4 separate regions of the Sus scrofa genome follow, and regions 1, 2 and 4 are each linked to region 3. A link is a contact called in public HiChIP or PLAC-seq data. All regions are on one chromosome and are shown on one strand. Each heading gives the region's core, a stretch centred on a gene start, on an enhancer-like site or on the middle of the called end of the contact. The rest is flanking DNA. Distances are from core to core; before and after follow the strand shown. Region 1 holds the start of PRMT7 (protein arginine N-methyltransferase 7). Region 2 holds the start of RANBP10 (ran-binding protein 10). Region 3 holds the start of NFATC3 (nuclear factor of activated T-cells, cytoplasmic 3). Region 4 holds the start of SLC7A6 (Y+L amino acid transporter 2).

What was found. HiChIP or PLAC-seq counts read pairs in DNA pulled down with a chosen protein or histone mark.
Region 1: an H3K27ac HiChIP or PLAC-seq map of alveolar macrophages shows a contact between it and region 3. The contact joins the promoter of PRMT7 here to the promoter of NFATC3 in region 3. A contact is called at or near these places in 1 of 47 Hi-C or Micro-C datasets (embryonic fibroblasts) and 1 of 2 datasets of contacts at active chromatin or transcription factors (alveolar macrophages).
Region 2: an H3K27ac HiChIP or PLAC-seq map of alveolar macrophages shows a contact between it and region 3. The contact joins the promoter of RANBP10 here to the promoter of NFATC3 in region 3. A contact is called at or near these places in 1 of 5 promoter capture datasets (fetal liver) and 1 of 2 datasets of contacts at active chromatin or transcription factors (alveolar macrophages).
Region 4: a contact with region 3 is called in an H3K27ac HiChIP or PLAC-seq map of alveolar macrophages. The contact joins the promoter of SLC7A6 here to the promoter of NFATC3 in region 3. A contact is called at or near these places in 1 of 47 Hi-C or Micro-C datasets (fetal heart ventricle) and 2 of 2 datasets of contacts at active chromatin or transcription factors (alveolar macrophages and skeletal muscle).

What each region holds. Positions count from the first base shown.
Region 1 is chr6:28,880,109-28,885,086 of Sscrofa11.1, forward strand. PRMT7 (protein arginine N-methyltransferase 7) reads left to right here and starts at 3,040. Exons shown (of 19, transcript XM_021094144.1): 1 at 3,040-3,594. It overlaps SLC7A6OS (probable RNA polymerase II nuclear localization protein SLC7A6OS), which reads right to left and starts at 3,464. Exons shown (of 5, transcript XM_021094162.1): 1 at 3,223-3,464; 2 at 2,830-3,114. The coding sequence starts at 3,417.
Region 2 is chr6:28,425,397-28,430,849 of Sscrofa11.1, forward strand. It overlaps RANBP10 (ran-binding protein 10), which reads right to left and starts at 2,987. Exons shown (of 14, transcript XM_003355780.5): 1 at 2,717-2,987; 2 at 1,836-1,947. The coding sequence starts at 2,951. It overlaps TSNAXIP1 (translin-associated factor X-interacting protein 1), which reads left to right and starts at 3,135. Exons shown (of 16, transcript XM_021094108.1): 1 at 3,135-3,609. The coding sequence starts at 3,563.
Region 3 is chr6:28,664,380-28,669,772 of Sscrofa11.1, forward strand. NFATC3 (nuclear factor of activated T-cells, cytoplasmic 3) reads left to right here and starts at 2,079. Exons shown (of 10, transcript XM_021094122.1): 1 at 2,079-2,567. The coding sequence starts at 2,465.
Region 4 is chr6:28,832,754-28,838,211 of Sscrofa11.1, forward strand. SLC7A6 (Y+L amino acid transporter 2) reads left to right here and starts at 2,044. Exons shown (of 10, transcript XM_021094156.1): 1 at 2,044-3,265. PLA2G15 (group XV phospholipase A2) reads left to right here. Exons shown (of 5, transcript XM_021094161.1): 5 at 1-12.

The sequences.
Region 1 (4,978 bases), core at 1,790-4,289, 220 kb after region 3:
CTAGCCTCCATACAAAACACTGTGACGAGTGTGTCATTTCTTGCATTTGAAAAATGAAGATGAAAGTATCGACCTCATACAGTTTTTGTGAGGATAAAATGAGTTAAAAAAAAAGTACAGTACTTGACACATAATTAAATAGTAAATCAGCAGTAGCTTTTGCTACTGCCACAGCTATTTGCTTCTGCTGAATTATTTCCCTAGAATACATCTTGGGTGAGATTACAAGATAAAATGAACTTAACTTTTCCACTTTCTTAGATTTCTTCTCAAATTTTTTTTAATTGTTCTATCCTTTTAAAAAAATTTATTTGAGTATGGTTGGTTTAGAATGTTGTATGATCAAATAGTACTTTAAAACTTAGACCATATCACTTTAAGAAGAAACCCACTGTAACGGGCATATAAATGCTGTCACTAATTTTTAAATTTCTTTAGATTTTTGGATGGCTTTAGAGTCCAAATGATATAAAAATAAATAGTTCTGCCAATGGGGAGGGGGTGGTTGTGGAATGGAATTTGGGGTTGCTAGATGGAAACTATTACATTTGATAGATAAACAATGAGGTCCTACTGTATAGCACAGGTAACTATATCCAATCTCTTGGGAGAGACCATTATGGAAGATAGTATAAAAAAGAGAGTGTGTATATATGTATGACTTGGTCACTTTGCTGTACAGAAGAAATCGGCACAACATTATAAATTAAGTGTATTGTAATAAAAAAATACAGTTAGAAAATAGTTTTAAAATAGGCCCTGATCTGTTTTTAGGGTTCCTGAAATTACGAAGCCCTGCTGTTTTCCCAAAGGCTTGCATCAATTTTAAGCACTACAATCATGTACAGTTTTAATACAGCCTTGCCAGCAGTACTATCAACATCTCTTTTCCTGATAATCTAGTAGGCATAAAACCTCAAGTTTGCTTTCACCTTAAATTTATGTTTTTTATGGTTAATCTGTGCAAGTATTTTTTTTTTTTTTTTGGCTTCACCTGCAGCATGTGGAAGTTCTTGGGCTATGGATCAAATCTACACCACAGCAGTGACAACACTAGGTCCTTAACCCGCTGAGCAACCAGGAAACTCCCATGTGCAAACATTTTTAATGTGTTTATAGTTTGTATTGCACTATTGGGAAAATCTCTGTTCATATCTTTCCTAGCTCATCTACTAGTTTTCCCTCTATGATTTAATGAGCTATTTAATTGATTTGATTCCACTGAATACTGGTTCACTTTTTTTCTTTTTTTTAGCTTTTTAGGGCCACCCCTGCAGCACATGCAAGTTACTAGGTCAGGGGTCAAATCAGAGCTATAGCTGCCAACCTACACTACAGCCACAGCAACGTGGGATCTGAGCCACGTCTGCGAACTACAGCTCACAGCAATGCTGGATCCCCCACCCACTAAACAAGGCCAGGGATGCACCGGCATCCTCATGGATATTAGCTGGATTTGTTTCCACTGTGCCACAACGGGAACATCCTGGTTCACTTTTAAGAATGTGTAACTAAGGAGTTCCCTGGTGGCCTTCAGCACTGCCACTGCTGTGGCTTGGGTTTGATCCCTGGCCCAAGAACTTCTACATGCCATGAGCCAGGCCAAAAAAATAAAGTGTCTTCTTTATTATTAGTATTTTTAAAATATTTTGGCTGCACCTGTGGTACATGAAAGTTCTTGGGCCAAGGATCAGGCCTGAGCCACTGCAGTAACCAGAGCCACAGCAGTGACAATGCTGGATCCTTAACCTACTGAGCCACAAGGGAACTCCTGTCAATCTGTATTTAAGAAAAAACAAAAACAAAACTTCATAACTCATGAAGCAGTATGAATTCGTGTGGAACTAGTTTTGGCAAGAGAGGTGGCTATGGTCACCATGCCCAAATTGTTATCCAAGTATAGTAGCAACATGATAAAATATTTTTTGCTTGATACATTTTGAATAAAAATCTCATTTTTTAAACTACGAGAACTACTAAAAGGAGATCTGAAAAATGTTTATCAAGAGGAAGCATACCTGAGGTTGAGAATTTTCTATTTCTTTGGTTTTACTGCATGTAGCTGACTTTGTTTTTTGGAAGTGAGGGACAAAACTAACTTAGTAAATGTAATTAGTAGAAAGTAATACTGAATTAAATGTAAGAGGTCTTGCACTCTAATTCTAAATTACCTCAAACCTGGTAGCCTACCCAGGGCTGGTCCTTTAACCTCCCTTAAATATAGAGTTTTCCCATCTGCTCTATTTTTACCTTGGTCAAAAGCCTCCAGTGATTCCCCATCTCAGGACGAAAGGCAGTGTATCCTTGCAAGTATCTACTTGAAAGGGTCTAGCAAGTATCCTCTCCCCAAATTTCTTACTATCTTTCCCCATCTCACTGGGCTCCAGGCACAATGACTCTGAAAACACCAGATAAATTTGGCTTCAGGGTCTTTGCAGTTATAGCTCCCCAGTCTGGAATCCTCCCCAGATATATACAGTGCCCTGCCATTCACCTCCAAGTCTTCACTCAAATGGCATTTTCTCAATGAGATGGGATCATAGTTTTCCTTTTTCTCTCCCTGTCCTTATAGCCCATATCGCTACCTGAAATTGAATTTATTTCCTTGATCTTTCTCTCCTCTAAGTTAGGTCCTCACTGCTGTATCCACAGAACTTAAGAACAAGGAGTGGCACATAGTGGCCTGTGAATAAATACTTGTTGAATGAAAAACCTAACCTATAAACTGAGCTTATCAATATGGTTGGAGCATCCATCTCTAAAGTGAAGTCATGTGTACCCTCTTTAACTGTGTAGAAGCCCAGTGCGCGACTGCGGACGTGTACTCACTTTGCGGGAGATTGTGGCGTTCGCGGCTTCTGGGTCTTCTTCCTCACGGACCAGGTCCAACAGCTGGAAGCCTGCGTCCTCAGCCGTGGCCTCTGGGCTTCCCGGCGCGTCTTCGGATTCCAAGCCACCCGAGGGAATCCCCGAAGATCGGTGGCTAGAGACTACTCTGTAGCGGCCCTCCTGCCGCATCTCCTGAGCAGACGCGCGGAGATGACTGCGGATGCGCTGCTGGCTGCTCTGGGATGGGCGCAGGGCCGCCCGCAGGAGAGGCTGGACTGGCTCCTCCTGGTGGGAGAGGGTGGAAGCAAGGGTTCAAGAGAGTGTCAGAGATAAGGACGCACCACAGCTGAGCCCTAAGATCCCTTTCACACCGGCTCCCTCCCAGCCCAATACCTGGGAGCGCAAAGTGGCCACCAACTGGAAGACATTATTTTCTGCTGCACTCTCCAGACCATCCGGAGGCGTCTTTTGGACTCCCGACTCAACTGCGCTGGAGCGGAGGCGTTTACAAGCGAGGACAAGTGCCTCAGCTGGTTCTGCGCTGCGCTTCCGCTTCACTCGGAGCACCGCTGTCCTGCCGGCCTCCATACTGGCTGTCGTGGAGCACTGTGGGAACGCGAGAGGTGCGACGGAAGAGCTTTCTGCTTCCGCTTCCGGGCTCCGTGCCCCGCACGCTCCGCGAGCCAAGGGAGGTCCCGCCCTTGCACGCCTGCCGCGGCAATATGGCGGGGGCGGCAGACGTGAGTGGAGAGATTCTTGCGGCGGGTGAGGCGCTGGGCGGGTTGGGAAGGTCGGTCGCGGTTGGAGGCTTGGGTGCAGCCAGCTTCCAGTCCTCAGCTCAAGGCCTCGGAGCCTGGGGTACGCATGTCTTCGAGACTCTCGAGGACCTTTCTAGAGTCCGCCTGAGGCGGCTCGGAGCTCCCGGGCCGGCGAGAGTGCGGGGTTCCGGGAGGTCTCCGTCTCTGCCATCCAGTCGGGTGATTGCTTCTAGCTGGGTCTGTGACTGAGCACCTCCACGGGGACCTCGGTCATAGTACCTGGCGTCTCTCCTCAGCGACAGAGACTTGCACCACGGTCATATGGACCTCCAGCTGTCGCACGGCTGTCTGGTTCGCTAGGCTTTCCCAGTCACAGTGTTTTCAGTAGTCGGAAACCTATTTACCACATACCGGCCTGAGTGGTCTGTAAAACCATACACTCACCGTAGGTATTTTTTTTTTTTTTTTTTGCTTGAAATCCTTGAGTTGCTCCCAGTGCATCTAGAACAAAATGCAAACCACTTTTCCAAAGCCAACAGGCCACAGTGATTTGCAGAAGCCCACCCCTAATCTGTCATTTCTTCTACTCAAAGTGCTTCAGTCCGGCAGGCTTTTGTCACTATGCACCTGGTTTTTTATATCCTAGGGCCTTTTCTTGGGAAAAGTTGGGGTAAGGATTCCTGAAATATGAGCACTACACTTTCACAGCTTTTAATTTGGCTTGTCTTGTAGGCCTCAACTTGTATGCTGCCTTTCTCAGAGAATCTTCCCATAACTTTCTCTCTTTCATAGCACTCTGTGTATTTCCTTCCTTTGCCTTGTGAAGTCTTTGTTTATATATACTCTCTTCCCATTAGAGTATATAAATTCTTGGGGGACAAGGACCTTCGCTATCTTGTTTGTGATAGCCCTCCAGTCCTAACGTAGGGCCCGGCATACAGAAGGTGCCTGGTAAATTTTAAATGAATGAACCAGACATCTGCTGTGAAATCTACCAAGTAAAACAGGGCTTGACAGGTGATTGCCATTCTCTCCTTGTAAATAACAATTTGAGTTCCTAGTTCTTAGAGAATGAGGAGGTTAGGGTATCCTGAACCTGGAGTGTGGGCTCCTTCTAGGAGAGGACAAGTCATAGTAATAGATGAGGGGATTTATCCATAGAAGATGTGTAGTGTTCACACAGAGTGGTTACAGGACATGATTTCTGTTCTCAAACATTTACTTAGATTTATATGAAATCAAAATTTATAGTTATGGGAAGACACTGTGTCCTAGTTGTGTTGTGTCCCCTACAACATCATAGAGGGAACGGAATTCCTTAAAGTTGTTTACTCTACTCTTCACCTGTAAGTGAGTTCTTGGTTGATTCCACATGGGCCATAGGATAAGTG
Region 2 (5,453 bases), core at 1,737-4,236, 240 kb before region 3:
GTTGGGAGATGCTCAGCTTTCTCTAGATTGGCAGCCAAAACCTGAGTAAGGTAATCTGACAAGACCTTCACAACTAAAATGTTAAAAAAACCAGGTGAAGGAACCCACATCTCTACAAGTAAACACTTCTGAAAAACTGCTCTCCTCTTTCACTAGCTCAGCTGTTATCTATAATTAAGGACTCTAAAGAAGATAATCTATTTGCCTCCCTACAAGTTTAAGAAACCCCCCTCGGTTTCTTTGGTAGTATAAAACCATAGCACCAACATTTCAGTCTGTATCTTTGCAGTGTTTAAGAGGCCATTCTCATTCACACTAGTTTAAGCACATTAAATATATGCACTCTGGGGAGTTCCTGTCATGGCTCAGTGGAAATGAATCAAAGTAGCATCCATGAGGATGCCAGTTCTCATGGTTCAATGCTAGTCCACTGGTTCGAGCCCTGGCCTTGCTCAATGGGTTAAGGATCTGGAATTGCTGTGAGCTGTGGTGTACGTTGCAGACTCGGCTCAGATCTGGCGTTGCTGTGGCTGTGGTATAGGCTAGCAGCCACAGTTCTGATTCAGACCCTAGCCTGGGAACCTCCATATGCCGCAGGTGCAGCCCTAAAAGGAAAGAAAAATAATGCACTTTCATCAGATGGTGGAAATGGAAAAATACAAGCTTTAAAGCCCTTTAATTATACAAGCTTCCTGCAATAAACAGGAATAAAAGTAAAAGACACAATAGCTTGCCATCCTTACAATTTCAGAATCATAGAATTCTGGAACTGAAGGCAGTTTAGCGCTAGCCTAGCCCCCCACAGTACAGACAAAGAGATCTAAGCCCCATGACCTACCCACAACCACACAACTCTCCCAGGCAGGGATGTTAAGGCTTCACTGAGAAAGCAGGCAAAGCTCCAACTGCAGCAGTCCTGCCCCCAGCATCGCCCCCTGGCTGGGCATTTTGCATGCACCACAAGGGGGACAGTCCCAAGGAGAAAGAAAGTATTCTGAACACTCAGGAACACACATTTGGGGTTGGCATGAAGGTCACTGGTGGGGTTAGCAAACTCCCCACACCAGACCTAAGATCTGATGAGGAAAGCTTTCCCAAGGCAGGTGAAATCATGTTATTTCACAACTTAAACACCTGTTTTACAACAATTACCAGGAAAAAAACAGAGAGACTAGGAAAAAAGGAAGAAAAATGACAAATCTCCCCTGTGATGTCCTGTGTCTGCTTAGATCACCCTAAAATAGGGAGCTTCCCTAATGCTGACTTTAATATGGACCTTCCTAAAGCTGGTCCAACTGGTGTTCAAGTCCCGAGACTGAAAAACAAGTTTATGAGTAGCAAGGTCACCTGATTTTGACCATGTGCATGCTGTTTACCCTAAGATGACAGGCCAGTGGCTGCCGCAGCTTTGATGAATGCTGCAAAGACTTTACTACTCCTTTGAAGTCTAAAGGGGCCTCTACATGACTAATAACCATAAAAAGGAACCTTGAATGCAGCAAGAGTGTGAAAGGAGGGAAGTCACAAACACCCCACAATAATGGGGAAACTCCATTCTGGACACTGAATTGTTAATGTAAACTTGGTTCCCTCACCTATGAGGTACCTCATTTCGTCATCACTAAAGAGAAGCCCCTCCTCTACACCAGGTTCCTAACTGCCATCAAAGGCTGCTGCTTAGACCAGGCCATGCCTACAGCCAGGTAACAGAGGCAGCCACTATTAATCCCCTCTGCAGCCCAGACCCATACAGCTCAGCAGCTCACACAAGTCACAAGGGTCAATCAGGAGACCTCAAACTTTGACCAAAAGGAACAGCTCAGTATTGGGCTTACCCATCTCTTCCTTTGCTGACAATCTTCACCTCAAAGTAATAAATGCCACAGGCAGCAGGTATGGGGTGGGTGGCGCGCACTGAGGCTGCATCTTTGTGATTTTTGCCATGACCTAGTAAGAGAGGACAAAGAAATTTCAGCAAAAGGAAATGCAAATGGAAGACTCATTCTTCTCTGCTCCACAGCAACTTCACCCCTCATAGCCAGAGGAAGCCCTTTCCTGGTCCAAGGTGTAATTAGACAACAACTGAGCAAACACACAAACCTCCCACCTCATCCTCAGAACAGTAGCACTGTCTGAGACACTGTCTCCATACAAACCACAGGAGGCATATGCAAGGTGGGTGACAAGTGAGAGATTCCCTCGTGCTGCTGCCAGACTCTCCAGAATACAAGCAGCCAAGCAGCCCACTTAGGAGACTAAGGGAGGAAGAGGCAGCCCTGGAAGATGGCCCCACAACTTTAGCACAGAACCGTAGGCAGTGTCTGAGATGTCCAGCAGGTAAGCAAGCTCATGCACCTCTGGCTAATAGAGAGGATGAGACCACTAATGTCTACAGAGACGTTTAAAGCTAAGCAGTGGTGAAGGGCCCAGGGAGAGTTCCAACTACCACAGGACAGGCAAGAAGGCCTTGGGTGCAATGTCCAACCCAGCACTGGGTTTGGACACCTGTTGAGGTTCTCCTGACATCCGAAGTCTCACGGCAGAGTAGGCTAAGCAGCCAATCCTCGGTCTGGTCAGCCCACCACCCAAACACCCAACAGGAGCTAAGGCCTAATCCGGAGCTTGGGGAAAGGAAGTGATGAAGCAGGGGCTGGACAGCACAGCCACCCTGCTGACGCTCTGGCCTTTTACCCCCCGCGGCCAAACAGGCCGATACCTTTGTAGTGGACGCGGAGGTTGCCCTGGGAGAGGCCGATATAGTTGTACTTGTCCTTGGGGCTCCAGGAGCGCGGCAGCGGCGTCTCATGCTGGTTGACCGCGGGATACAGGCGCTGCAGGCGCCGGCTCAGTTCCTGCTCCCCCGGAGACGGCAGCCCGCCCCCAGCGCCCCCGCCGGAGGAGTCTCCAACCTGCGGGCTCCCAGCTCCCGGATCCGCCGTCGCCGCCGCCATCTTGGAGGGAGCTGCTATTGTGTCACTGGGGGCGGGGAAGAACAGGACTAGATCCGCCCCGCTCAGCCAATGGCCGGAGAGCAAACCCGGGCCGCAGGGAAATCGAGTCCGAGTTAGGTACCTCTCTTTGCATACTGCCACGCCCTGCCATATTTCGGACTTCATTTCCCAGAATGCAGAGCTCTCCATAGGGAGGCTAGCTCGGGCTGGTAAAGAACTTTGGGAGATGTAGTACAAACCGACTCAGTCATAAGCCTGCTTAGCCAAGCTATTAGGACACCAAAAACTACAGTTCCCGCTGGCAACGCGATTCTGGCCTCTCACTTCGCCTCCCTCACCCATGGCCTCTGTTTATCCTCCTGCCTCAATTCTGGTCGCTAGAGTCATATCTGCTGTAGTGACAGACTCTGAGAAGACCCTATTCCCAAGTCTGACCCCATCTTGGCTACTTGGCCTTCCTCCTAGCCCGCGGGCTCTGGGCTGGGGGCAAGACACAACCTTGACCCCGCCCCCGCCGCTGGGCTGCTGGGAACTGGTCGCCATGGCGACGAGCTGTACACTAGCACGGCTTTCCAGTTCGCGAGTGCTGGCTGCACGGCTGCCCTAGGGTCATGGCCTCCTCCAAACCGCAGTGCCCCAGCTTGGCGACCACGTCGAGGTAAGCGCTGGCAGGGCTGAGGGCGGAGAAGAGGGCTTTACTACTTCCAGAAAAAGAAATAAATGGTACCTGATTCGGACCTCTCTCCGTTGGTCTGGGGCTCCAACCGCACAGGATAGGTGATGAAGAAACAGAATCTCAGATGACTCCTCAGCTCAGGGAGGCCGTTACATTCTTGTAAAAGGGCAGGCATACTTTATCATTAGTAACAGCCATCTTGTTTGTATTGAGCGTGCCAAGTTTTTTTGTTTGTTTGTTTGTTTGTGTTTTTTTATCTTTTTAGGGCCGCACCAGCGGCGTATGGAAATAACCAAGCTAGGGGTCGAATGGGAGCTGCAGCTGCCGGCCTATATCACAGCCACAGCAACACTAGATCCGAGCCACGTCTGGGACCTGCACCTCAGGTCAGGACAACACAAGATCCTTAACCCACTGAACAAGGCCAGGGATGGAACCCGCATCCTCACGTATCTTCTGTCCGGTTCTTAATGCGCTGAGCCACAGCCGGAATTGTGCCATGCTCTTTACATAGCACAATTAACCCTCACAACAACTCTATGAATTAGTAATATCACCATTTTACAAATAGAGAAATAGAAGTCTAGAGAGATCATGAGTTTTACACCTGTTTATAAATGACTGAGCTAGGATTCAAACCCAGCCAGGCATGTGTGATTCCTGAAACTGAGCGCTTAGCCACAAGGTTAACAGCCTCTGCACCCACTGGTTTATGACAAAGAAGCATCACTAAGCAGCCTAGAAACATCCCGAGGCCTCCTGCTAGCTCCTGCCTGTATTCAGGGTGCAGCCTCTGGACACTGAAAATAAGATAACAAGCTCCGTTAGCCAGGAAAGTCACAAAGCATATATTTAAAACAAAAAATTTTGGAGTTCCCATCGTGGCTCAGTGGAAAGAAATCCAACTAGGAACCACGAGGTGGCAGGATCAATCCCTGGCCTTGCTCAGTGGTTAAGGATCCAGCTTTTTGGTGAGCTGTGGTATCGGTCATAGATGTGGCTCGGATCTGGTGTTGCTGTGGCTGTTGTGTAGGCCAGCAGCTATAGCTCCAATTAGACCCCTAGCCTGGGAACCTCCATATGCCGCAAGTGCAGCCCTAAAAAGCAAAAAACAGGGCAAATACCTTTCTAGCTCTAGAGAAGGCCCTTAAGTTCTGGGCCTCTGTTTCCATATCTCAAATATGGGAATGATACAGCCCACCTTACATTTTCAGGAAAATTTAGGCAGCGTGTATGAAGCTCTCATGACAGATCTTGCACATATTAAGCCTTCGGTGTTTAATGAGTGTATTTTCTCACTTCTACTCATTCCTAATGAAAAAACCTGATCGCACCTAAACTCTAATCCCCCAGGGTATGTGCTACCTTGGCAGAGAAAACTTACAAAAGTTAGGAAATTAAATGCCAATTTGATTATTCTATCCAGAGCTAAAATGAATCTACAAAAACCAGACAGTAGGCATGTGAAAAGGTGTTTTTACCCAACACAGGAAAGATTTAGGAAATGCAGTCATATTTGAAAGGGATATGAAATAGACTCAGAAAGGGAATCCCCATGTATTTTTAAAAGGAAGCATAATGTAATTGCTGAGGCTGAATTTGGTAGCCATACAAAACATCATTCCTACCCATATTCTTTTCTTTTTTTGGCCATGCCTGTGGCATTTGGAAGTTCCTGGGCCAGGGATCAAACTCATGCCTTAGCAGCAACCAAAGACACTGCAGTGACAATGCCAGATCCTTAACCCACTACACCACAAGAGAACGCCCATTCCTGCCCATATTCTTAATTGACCAGTATTTAGTGGTGTATAACAGGCCAGGCT
Region 3 (5,393 bases), core at 829-3,328:
GTCTTCCTCTTGCCTTTCCCCTCAGTTGGCTGAGCCCCTGGTTCAGGTAAAGTCATATCTGGAAGCAGAAGGCACATTTTCTCTCTCCAGATGACAACCTGGGAGGTATTATGGGGAGGTTGGGGGAACACATCCTGAAACTGCATTGTTTTATGAGGAGGAGGATGTGAACTGGTGAAGCTTCTGGGGCCTTTTACTATATTAAGGGTCATGTTACATATAGACCAGCCATCTCCCTGGGCAGAAGTTTGCAGTTAGTGTGGCGTTGGGGCTCTAAATTCCACACTTAGGTCTTCAAAGTTGAGATCCTGTGAAGGCAGGACAGCTTATTGGAAGGATATTTCACCTACTTAATGCCATTCGCTCTCTCTCCTTGACTACTGTTACCTTCTGCTTCTATCCTCTCCACTCAATTCAGTGATTCGTTCAGAATTCTGAACATGGAAGTCTGCTGCTCTAAACCCTTTCATGGCTCCCCACTGCCCTCAGGAATAAGTCCAGATACCTTGGAGTGGCATGCAGCACTCTGGCCATTCATCTGGTCTTACCTTTGCTTTCTGTTCACTGCATATACTTTCTGGTCTCTGAGTCTTTGGATATCTGTTCTCTGCAGGGAACCATTGTACTCCTTGTCCATCTCTCCAAATACCTCCTAGACTCTTGGGAAGCCTGCAGCCAGGGGGATTATGTACCTTCTCTGAGCTCTTGGCACAGCCCTAATCTCTGCACAGTGATTATAGCTTTGCTGGCCTCCCCTCCCTGATGCCTGAAGGGAGATTAATTTATCTGTGTCCCCAGGACCAGCACAGGTATGAGTACAGAGAACAGGGCAGGAAAAGTTTTATGACCTCAGGGATGAGCCAATCCACGATAAACGTCTCAAGTGCTCTCTCTGCATGATCCCAGTCCTCCTGACCTTAGGCCTAGTTGGGCTCTCCTCAGGGTCCCCTGGTAGCTCAGGTTGCCAGTCCACATATTGAGACATCTCTGCACTCTTCTCCAGGGCCTTTGGGATATGTTTGGGCTCTTGCACCTACACGCAAGCTTCTGAGCCACAGCACCCTGGTTACTCTGGCAGTGCACTTTTAAGGATGCTATGCCCCTCCGGGCCTGGAGCTAGGGGAGTTGGTCTCTGCCACCTCTCCCTGCTCTCGGTCCACCTTGTGCCTAAGTAAACAAGCCAGGCTCTGCGTCCCTGGGCATGGCCTCCACCCCAAGCCCCAGGAGGAGACGTCTTGGATCGTCTCAAGGGAAGACACGCCCGCTGGGGAGAGGCCGAGAGTGAAAACTGTTCTTCAGACAGTGTAATTTCCTCCCCACTAACGCGGTTCGACCAGCACGATCTCTCTGACTTCCGTGGATGTGCGACAAGATGCAGAAGACACGGAGCGCCTTGGGTGGTGCGAGTTCACCACAGGCTTTCCCATTCAGTCTGCCTGACTTCCAGCACGGGACAGACCTTGCTCATGGGGCTTTGCCGAGGCCTCGAACGCGCCGACTGTCCTGGAGGGAGCAGCTGCCAGGTTGGGTGGTGGGGACAGACAAAGACTCATCCAGCGGAGCAATGGCCCCGCCCCCCAGGGGTGGGTCTGTAGCGATGGATAGCTCAGACTTGAGACTCGCGCAACCCAGGTCTCCTCTGGCTCCGCCCCACCTTAGGTGGAAGCTCGATCCAGTCCCTGCCTTCTTCAGATTCCGCCATTGAGCTTGGGGTGAGGGTATGTGACATCCACGTACCCTCCCGGGCGCTGATACCTTCCCCAAACCCAGTCAGCAAGAATAACCCTACAGTTGCTCGTCAATGGAACCATAATCCCAAGGCTCTTGTGCTCCTTCCACGACATGGGGTCTGCCCAATAAGGAAAGGGATCTTCTCCGATTGGCTGGTGGTGGGCCCCTCAATCCAATTACGTTTTGGACCCCATACCGCGGTGCCGGGTCCTATTTCAGAAATAGTTGAAAGAATACAGGCCAAACTACAAGTCCCAAGAGGTAGCAGGGCTAGCTAGCGCTCCTTAGTCACGTGACTTCCTTCTGCGGGACTGAGTCACGCGGTAGGGCAGTGAGAGGGCGGGGCCGTCGGGCTAGCCCGCGAGGCCGGTGGCCTATGGGCTGCCAGGTCAGATGGGCGCTCGGTAGGGGGCGGGGCCGGGCGCGCGGCAAGGCGCGGGAGCGCGCCGGTGGTGGTGGCGGCGGCGGCTGTGGGGGGGGCGGGGAATATCGTCTAAGGCGACCGTGCCAGCTTGGGCACCGACGACTGGCGGTGACGGGGGTTCCTAGGGTGTTTCGGCCCGCGGCCAGTATTAGAGTTCGGAACGAAACGCTCGGCGTCGCGGTCCCCGCCCGGAAAGTTTGCTGTGGAGCTGCGACCTCCTGGCCGGCGCGGCCCGGCATGAAGCGGCGCTGAGGAGCCGCCGCCGCTGCCGCCGCCTGAGGAGGAGCCGCAGCACCCTGGGCCACGCCGATGACTACTGCAAATTGTGGCGCCCCCGACGAGCTCGACTTTAAACTCGTCTTTGGCGAGGACGGGGCGTCGGCGCCGCCACCCCCGGGCTCGCGGCCTGCAGGTGGGTGCCGGGCGGGGCGAGACCGCAGAGCGTCTACTCTTCTCGCTCTCATGAGCTCGTCCCCTCCCTATTCCTTTGGTTGTCCCAGGTCTGGTTGTCGTGTGTGTGTGTGTGTGTTGCTGAGGAGGCGTGTAGGTCGCAGCGACGTGGAAGTGGCCGCAGCTTGGCTGGAAGCAAACTGGAGGGGAACTCGACTCCGGGACGCTGTGGCCCCTGGACGCCCGGGGTTTGGAGTCTGAGGGTCCGGGCTGCTGCCCAAGTGGCGTCTGGTTGTCGCTGCTTTGCCAGCGTGGTGCGGAGGAAATGTCCCTATGAAGTGTAAGCAGGCTTGGTTTTTCGTCTATTCTAGGTTTTAAAAACAATCTTTATTTGAACGATGCGCATTCTGGAAGTGTAGGAGTTCTCTAAAATTCCAGCACATGTCTGTTTAAATCTACTTTGGTAGGAGAGTAATGCCTTAGTGTTAACGTCGACTTGTGCAAGTTTAATATGGCCCACATTTAATTCGAGCTGTAACTATAACGGGACTTTTCTGAAAACGATTTCTTTTCTTGAGCAAAGTGTTTCAGAAAATTTTAAGAAGTGGAGTACCTTGTTCGTAAATCTCCTAGAAAGTTCTGGAAGTACATTTTTATTTTGAGAAAAAGCTCACCTCACAAGATGTTTTAAAGGAGATCATGAATTGTGAAGAGTGGACACCATAATGCTTGGAGGTCAGACCAATCAGGAAATAGAAACAGGATGGCTGGGGACTTGGAGCTCTCCTGTGACCTGGTTTGGAATACTGTGGTTCATTAAGTTCAGTTTTCCTATTGCATTTGCAGGCGAATTTCAGAAGGAAGGTGGATATGTCTAATCTCCATTTATTCTTTCCGGGTATTAAGCGAATTACTTCATGTTGATATTGATGCTCAACAGACTGTTCTGTAGGGTTGCACTAAAAAACACATCTGAATGTATGGCATAAGGAAGTATTTGTATTATCAGTCCTGTTAGTATTTATATGTTAAATGTCTTTTTCAACGTAATAGTTTATGGTAGTAGTTATTTCTCGGTTGCGTTTATTTCAGTTCCACTGACATCATCTGAGCAGCAATTATGTTGAAGGTATGTTAGGTACTTTGTAGTGTTATGATGGATGCACATAACCCAAATAACTGTTACTAGACTGACTTGAACGGTGATGCATGTTACAATAGTGGTAGAAATGGGAAAAGTGGCATTTGTGGGAAAAGTAGCATTCAGGACTCTTGTTTGAATGAGTATTTTCATCATGGAGAAGATAGTTAATGATGTAAGCAAACTTTTGGAACACAAACTTGATTAGAGCACATTATATATATACCACATACATGATCAATAAAGATGTTGACCAAACAGGAGAATATTAAATGAGTATCATCATGTAAGTAGGAGCTGTATATACATCTGAAACAGTACGTAAATGACATTTAAAAGCTATGGAAACAGCTTTTTAAGAAATTTTTGCCATAGTCCCTGATCCCAAACCATTTTGATATCAAAATAGATCTAGGGATTAAGGTTGAACTCCCGGAATTTGCAAACTTAAGCTTGAGCAGTTTTATTTGTGACAAAAAGTTCACTATACAATAGTCTAGTAGCTATTTTTTGATAGATTTTAAAAAATTAGAGTGAAATACACGTGACATAAACCATTTCAAATTGAATGATTCAGTGGCATTTAGTACATTCACGATGCTGTGTAGCCACCACTTCTGTCTAGTTCCAAAACATTTTCATCACCAGAAGGACACCCCAAACCCATTAAGCAGTTGCTCCTCATTCTCCTTTGTCCCCTCCCAGTCTCTGGCAGCGTATTCCCTGGTCTGGGTTCTGTCTCTGAATTTACCCATTCTGGATATTTCATCTAAATGGAATCATACATATGTGACCTTTTATGTCTGGTTTCTTTCACTTAGCGTAGTGTTTTTGTGGTTCATCCATGTTGTAAAACGTAGCAGTACTTCATTCCTTTCTATAAGTGAATCATACCCTATTGTATATATATTCCAGTTTGTTTTTTCATCCATTGATGGACAAGAGCTATTTCTACCTTTTGACTATTGTAGATAGTGCTGCTATGACTACCTAACAGCTAATTTTAAAATTCTATTGAAAAGGTTGTTATGTATTCAGAACTAAGATTTCCAAGTTATTTGGAAACACAAAATTAGTTTTCTTTTTTCTTTTCTTTTTCCTTTTTTGTGGCTGAGCTAGCAGATGTGGAAGTTTTCCGGCCAAAGATCGAACCCATGCCACAGCAGCAACCCAAGCTACTGCAATGACAATGCTGTATCCTTAACCGTCTGAGCTACCTAGGAGTTCCTAGGTTTCATTTTAATAAGCGTAATTATGAATGTGTAGAACTAAGTGGATTAAATGACATACTTTTAGGATGATTATATGAGTAAAGTGGGCCATGAGAGTAAAATTGCTTGGTAGAGTTCAGATCAATATTGGGTCATATTAGTGCGTTTGTTTGTTTCTGGATTCTCTTCCTCACTGGAATGGAATATTCCATGAGGGGAGGGATAATGTCTGTATTTTTTTCATGGATGCCCATCATAGTGCCTTTAATATAGTAGGCGTCTAGTATTTGTTCAGTTATTGAAAAAGTACTGCTTACATTTTGAGTCAGTGCTTGCTGTTTCTTTGTGGTAGAGGAAGTTGATGAGACTTCTTTCACTTCTTTGGCTTTTATTGGTCAATTCTCTAAGACAGCAGATATTGGAAATTTGGGGCTGCAGGTTTTTCTTCTCTCTAAAGATTTGAGAGTACTTGCATCACAGCTAAATTTCCATACAG
Region 4 (5,458 bases), core at 794-3,293, 170 kb after region 3:
GAATGTTGTAAAGTGCCCTGGCCTAGCCTCTGCTCTGAGTGTGAGAGGAGGGAGACAGTGGAAGAGTGGAGGGGCTGGAGAGCCAGTAATCAGGGGCTAGACCCTGACCGTTCCTGGGGCCTTGGTGGGTTCTCAGCACCAAAGTGTGGCTCCTATGCACCTCCTTGGGCTTCATCCTCCTGCCCCCTCTCCTGGCATCTAGTTCCCCTCCTGGGACTGAGAACCAGGATCCGAAACATTCCTGTTGGACTGAAGCTTCATCCTCCCCCTGCTCCTGTCTGGTCAATAGGCTTCAAATGCCTCCGGAGCTGGAGACCAGGGACAATCCCTGCAGGTCGCCCTGCTGGATTTCCATTCCCAGCCTTCTGGCCTCCTTCAACTTGCAGGTCTCAGCATCCTTTGATCTTAGAGGTTTTTTTAGGATGCCCCCCTTCTACTTTGCTTCATTTCCTTTGCTGCCCACTATCTGTCTGTCTTTGAGGACGGTGAGACTGAGGGAGGAAGAGAGACCAAAATGGTCAAGGACAAGGACTGAGAGACTGGGGACCAAATGGAGCAGGATAGGGGCAGGGAAATATGCATAGAAATGGCGTCTAGGCCTGAGTTCTGTGGTGCAGACCCCATCCTGCCTCCTTCACAGGAGCCTGGGCAGTCTGGGCTTCAGGCGTCAATACACCCTGCACCACTAGAGGGCGCTCTGAACCCTCGCGCTGCCCCAGTTTTTGGCCAAACCTGGAAGAATGGATGGCCCAGAAAGGATTAGGACGCCTAGGAATACATAGGTCCAGCTGCATTGGTGGCCTTCAAAAAAGGATAACCATATGAAACCCAGGTCCTGGAGTTACCATTGTGGCGCAGCGGAAACAAATCCAACTAGGAACCATGAGGTTGCGGGTTCAATCCCAGGCCTTGCTCAGTGGGTTAAGGATCCGGTGTCTCCGTGAGCTGTGGTGTAGGTCGCAGACATGGCTCAGGTCCCTCATTGCTGTAGCTGTGGCGTAGGCCAGTGTCTACAGCTCCGATTCGACCCTCAGCCTGGGAACCACACGGCCCTAGAAAGACAAAAAACAAACCCAGGTCCTGCCTAGGGTGACTCAGCTCTGCCCTGACATCTACCCACTCATACTACTGTCCTTGCAGACACCCTCTCACCCCTGACCCATTTCAATCCACTTCCACCCTCTGTCTTGTAGCTGCAGAGAAAGAGCATGGAGGTAGAAGAGGCTTCAGGGCCAGCAAATCGGAATTCAAGGCTGAGCTCTCCCAGCTCTAGCCAAGTGGCCTGGGGAGTCTCCTAACCTCCCTAAGCCTCAGTTTGCTCATATGAAGAATGGGGATGAATAAATGTACCCTGCAGGGTAATCTGAGGAACACTGATGGTGTTGGAGAAGATCTGATTCAGTGCTTGGTTCATGGTGGCTTTCAGCTGGCAGGCTGCTGTAATGGTATAAGACAGTGAAGCCAGAGGTTTTGGGAACTTTTAGGTCATATATGCTGCTGTTACAAGGACAAGTGAACTGGCTGCTGTTGAGAGACATGAGTGTCCAGAGCCCTTCCTCTTCCAGACCAGGGGGCAAAAGGGCAGAATCTAAGGACTCCAAGTATATAAACGCAGACATACCTCAGAGATATTGGAGTTCAGCTCCAGATCACCACAAAATAAATATCTCAGTAAAACAAGTCACATGAATTTTTTTGTTTCCTGGTGCATCTAAAAGTTGTTTACACCATAGCCTATTAAGTGTGCAATAGCATTATGTCTTAAAAAAAGTTCATTCCTTAATTTAGAAATACCTCATTGTGGAGTTCCCATTGTGGTGCAGTGGGTTAAGGATCCAGTGTTGCCACAGCTGTGGCGTGAATCACATTTGTGGCTTGGATTCATTCCTTGGCCCAGGAACTTCCATATACCTCGGTATGGCAGAAAAAGAAAAAAAAAAACTTTATTGCCAAAAAAATGCTAACTATCATCTGACAATGCAGCCTTGCCACAAAACTTCTACCTGCAAAAAATTCAGTATCTGTGAATTGCAATAAAGAGAAGAGCAATAAGATATAAGGTATGCCTGCACTCTCATTCACAATTTCATTCTAAGCAGAGAGCACAGGAGAGCAACACCAATGAGGACTCTTCAATGGTCACCATCTCGGGTCTAGAGGGAGAGGATGGAAGGGTTTTTCAGCAGAGGAAATAGTCATTCTGCTCTGAATTGTAGAAGTACCTCCTACCCTGTGGGGATGGGTTAGAGAGAGCAGAGCAGGGATTGGGAGGCTACTACAGCTGGAGAGAAGAAAACAGTGAGATGCAGGGCCTGGGGGTGCCTGAGGAGGAAGGGTCCAGGGTGATGCCCATCCCTTGCCAGGTCACTAGGGTGGGGAGCAGGATTTTGTGTGTGGTCAGACTGGAACCAGAGGATGTGGTGCAGTTGTGAAGAGCTGTCTGGGGGAAATGACTTCATGGCCCAGGAGAGTCATGGGCTGAGGTGTGGACAGGAAGCTAAGAATAGGGTGCAGCCAGCCATGAGTTCAGGAGGCCCTAGAAAGAGCCCTAGAGCTACCAGAGGAAATGTAGCCCCAGAAGGAGTTGGAGGAGCAACCAGAGGGAGAGGAAGAGGACAGGAGGGGTCAGGCAGGGAGAGGACTCAAAAATGTCCTCAAGCCTGAGCTCCAGGCAGGCGCGGGGTTGGTTATAGAAGGCCAGCGGTGTCCATGTGTCTGTGGGGACCATGGTGGGGGCTGTGACCTGGAGGACGAATCCTCCGTCGGTCTGTGTCTCCCTAGTGTCTCTAGGTGGAGGGCTGGCTGTGAACCGGGTATGGAGACCTTTAGAGCTCCTTGTGTGAGCTGTATGAGGCCCCCCCGGGTGTTCTAGGCCAAGGGCCACAGAGGAACCGGTGTGGGGCATTTAAAGGTCCCGGCGGGGCGCGTTCGGGTATTGAGTCCCTTGGAGACCCTGAGAGATTGCGGGGTCGGGGAACCGCCGTCCAGTTGGCTAGGGCGGCTGGGCCCAGGTCGAGGCCTGCCGGGGGTGTTGGGCCGCTCAAGCGGGCGCCTGGGCGCAGCTCACCTCCCCATCCCCCGCTTCCCCCGGGCCCGGAAGCGCCGCCGCCCGCGGGCCCCTTGCGGAGCCGGTCTCCCTGTCCCGACGCGGCGCGCGCTGTCGCGATCCGGCTGCGGGTGACGTGGCGGGGGCGGGGCTTGAGTGGTCGCTGCGGAGGCGGGGGCAGCGCGACAGAGCATCCTGGAGGCTCCCGGCCGCCACGAGGTAACGGGCCACGAGCCGGGCCGAGGAGGGGAAGCGGGGCCGAGGCCGCGTCCTCTGAGGCCGGAATTCTCCCCGCCGCTGCCGCCACTGCGGCGTACGGGATGCGGTTCTGGGAACCCGGCGCGGGGCCGGCCGCGGGCACGTGAGAGACGCTGCGCTTGAGAGCGAGCCCGAGGGGGACGCCGTGCGTGTGAGCGGGACCTTGAGCGTGAGGGGCCCTCCAGCCGTGGAGGACTGAGCGTGCGAGGAGGACGCCGTGTGTGCGCGCGCGCGTGTACGTGTGTGTGTGTCTGTGTGTGTGAGAGAGAGGGAGGCTCGGGGGTGACTGCGTGTGCGAGACGCAGAGTGTGCGGGTGCCGACGTTAGTGTGAGGGAGACTCCGTGTGTGTGTGTGTGTGTGTGGCTGAGAGGGGCCCTGAGTGTGAGGGCGACTCCATTTGTGAGAGACTGGGAGGGAGATTGAGAGAGACCGTGAGTGAGAGAGACCGCGGTCAGAGTGGCCCCGAGTGCGACACTGTGACCGTGAGGGACCGCGTGAGACCCTCCAGTGTGAATCTGAAGCTGGGGAAGAACCTGTGCCGCGTGGGAGAGACTCTGAAAATGAGAAGGGCCCCGGGGGGCGAGACCGAGGATGTGGGGCGCCAAGTAGAGCTTTTGGGGGCCGCGGGGAATCCATCCCGCGTTGGGCTGGGAGTCCGGCCTGTTGGAGGGAGGATGATGGCTCCTGCTCTTACTGCTCTTCTCAGTGGCTTCACATTGGGTCATCTCATGTCATAAATGGAAGGAGATATTTGTGAAACAATCTGAGTATTCTTCACGGAGCACTGAGCAAACAGTTTGGGCACCACTTGTGTTGCGGCCAGTTTTAAGCAGGAATCCATATTTAATTTAACGTTTATTTTTGGCGTACCTCTTGTGTGCACGGGACTGTGTGCTTGAGAAAAAGAATTCAGTCTTTATCCTTGATGGGGGAAAAAAAGCACTGCCAGCCAATCTTTCGCGGTTAGCAGAATGCTCCGCCATCCGCTGCTTATCTCTGAGGGCTGCTCCCTGATTTCGAAGCTCTGGAAGGAGCAGACTTTTGAAAGCCCGTGTGTGCTTCCTGAGATCATTTTCAGCTCTCTCTGCTTGCTGGGAGGCCCCTTGAGGAAATGGCCCAGGCGCTCACATTGCTGAGGTCCTCCCGCTGTGTGCTAATGGCTTTTGCATCCAATTTTGGTCTCAGATTGTCTTTTAAAGTTCTTATATTTGATTTTCCTTTCCTGAAAAATATGTGGAAAACCACAGGCTCCATATTCTGTCTTCCTCCTTCTCTGTGGACATATTTTTATCATAGATCAAAAGTAAATACCAGTTATGTGACTGACCTCCTGGCACTTCTTGGTACAGGAAATTTCCTGACCTTTGTCCTCTTTGCTTCCTGCTGTAGTCTCCAGGATGTGTGCATACTCTACAAAAGAGACACAAGTGGTGCTCATGGGACCTGGGACAGAGGGAGTAGCAGCTGTCTAGACATGCATGATTTGAAATGGCCAGGGTAGTTCTCTGACACGTGTTGAGTTACACCCCACCGTGGCTGTGATGGAACTTCTCAGTAATTGAGTGCTACCCCTGCTGGCATGTAAAAATTAGATTTTACAAAAGGAAATATCATCCTGCTGATTACTCAGTTCATTTTTTGATAAGTTGCCTCTCACTCTTTGTTGCAGAGATTAATTGGCCAAAACAGACACGTGGAATTAGGCCTGGCTACGGAGACTTCATTTTTTTTCTCTGTACCTGACCATTTACAATGAGGTGGCTTATGAAAGTGTGATGTCTGCTTATTTCCTCACAGGTGAATGTTATTGCTCTGTTCTTTGTTAGCTTTCTTTGATCTTTGTGATTTGTAAAAAGTTTTAATTATTTGAGTACAGTATGAATACAATACCAGTAAAAAGACTGACTTGCACATAACTTACAATTATGTAACACTATAATTTATTATATAATTAAATTATATATTTTTAATATTTTAGCTCTTTCTAAAGAGTAACTGTAGTGGATTTATTTTTTGGGGGGTGGCTATGCCCATGGCCAGGGATTGAACCTGAGCCACAGCAGCGACAATGCTGGATTCTTTTTTTTTTTTTTTTTTGCTTTTTAGGGCCACACCCATGGCATATGGAGGTTCCTAGGCTAGAGGTCAAATCG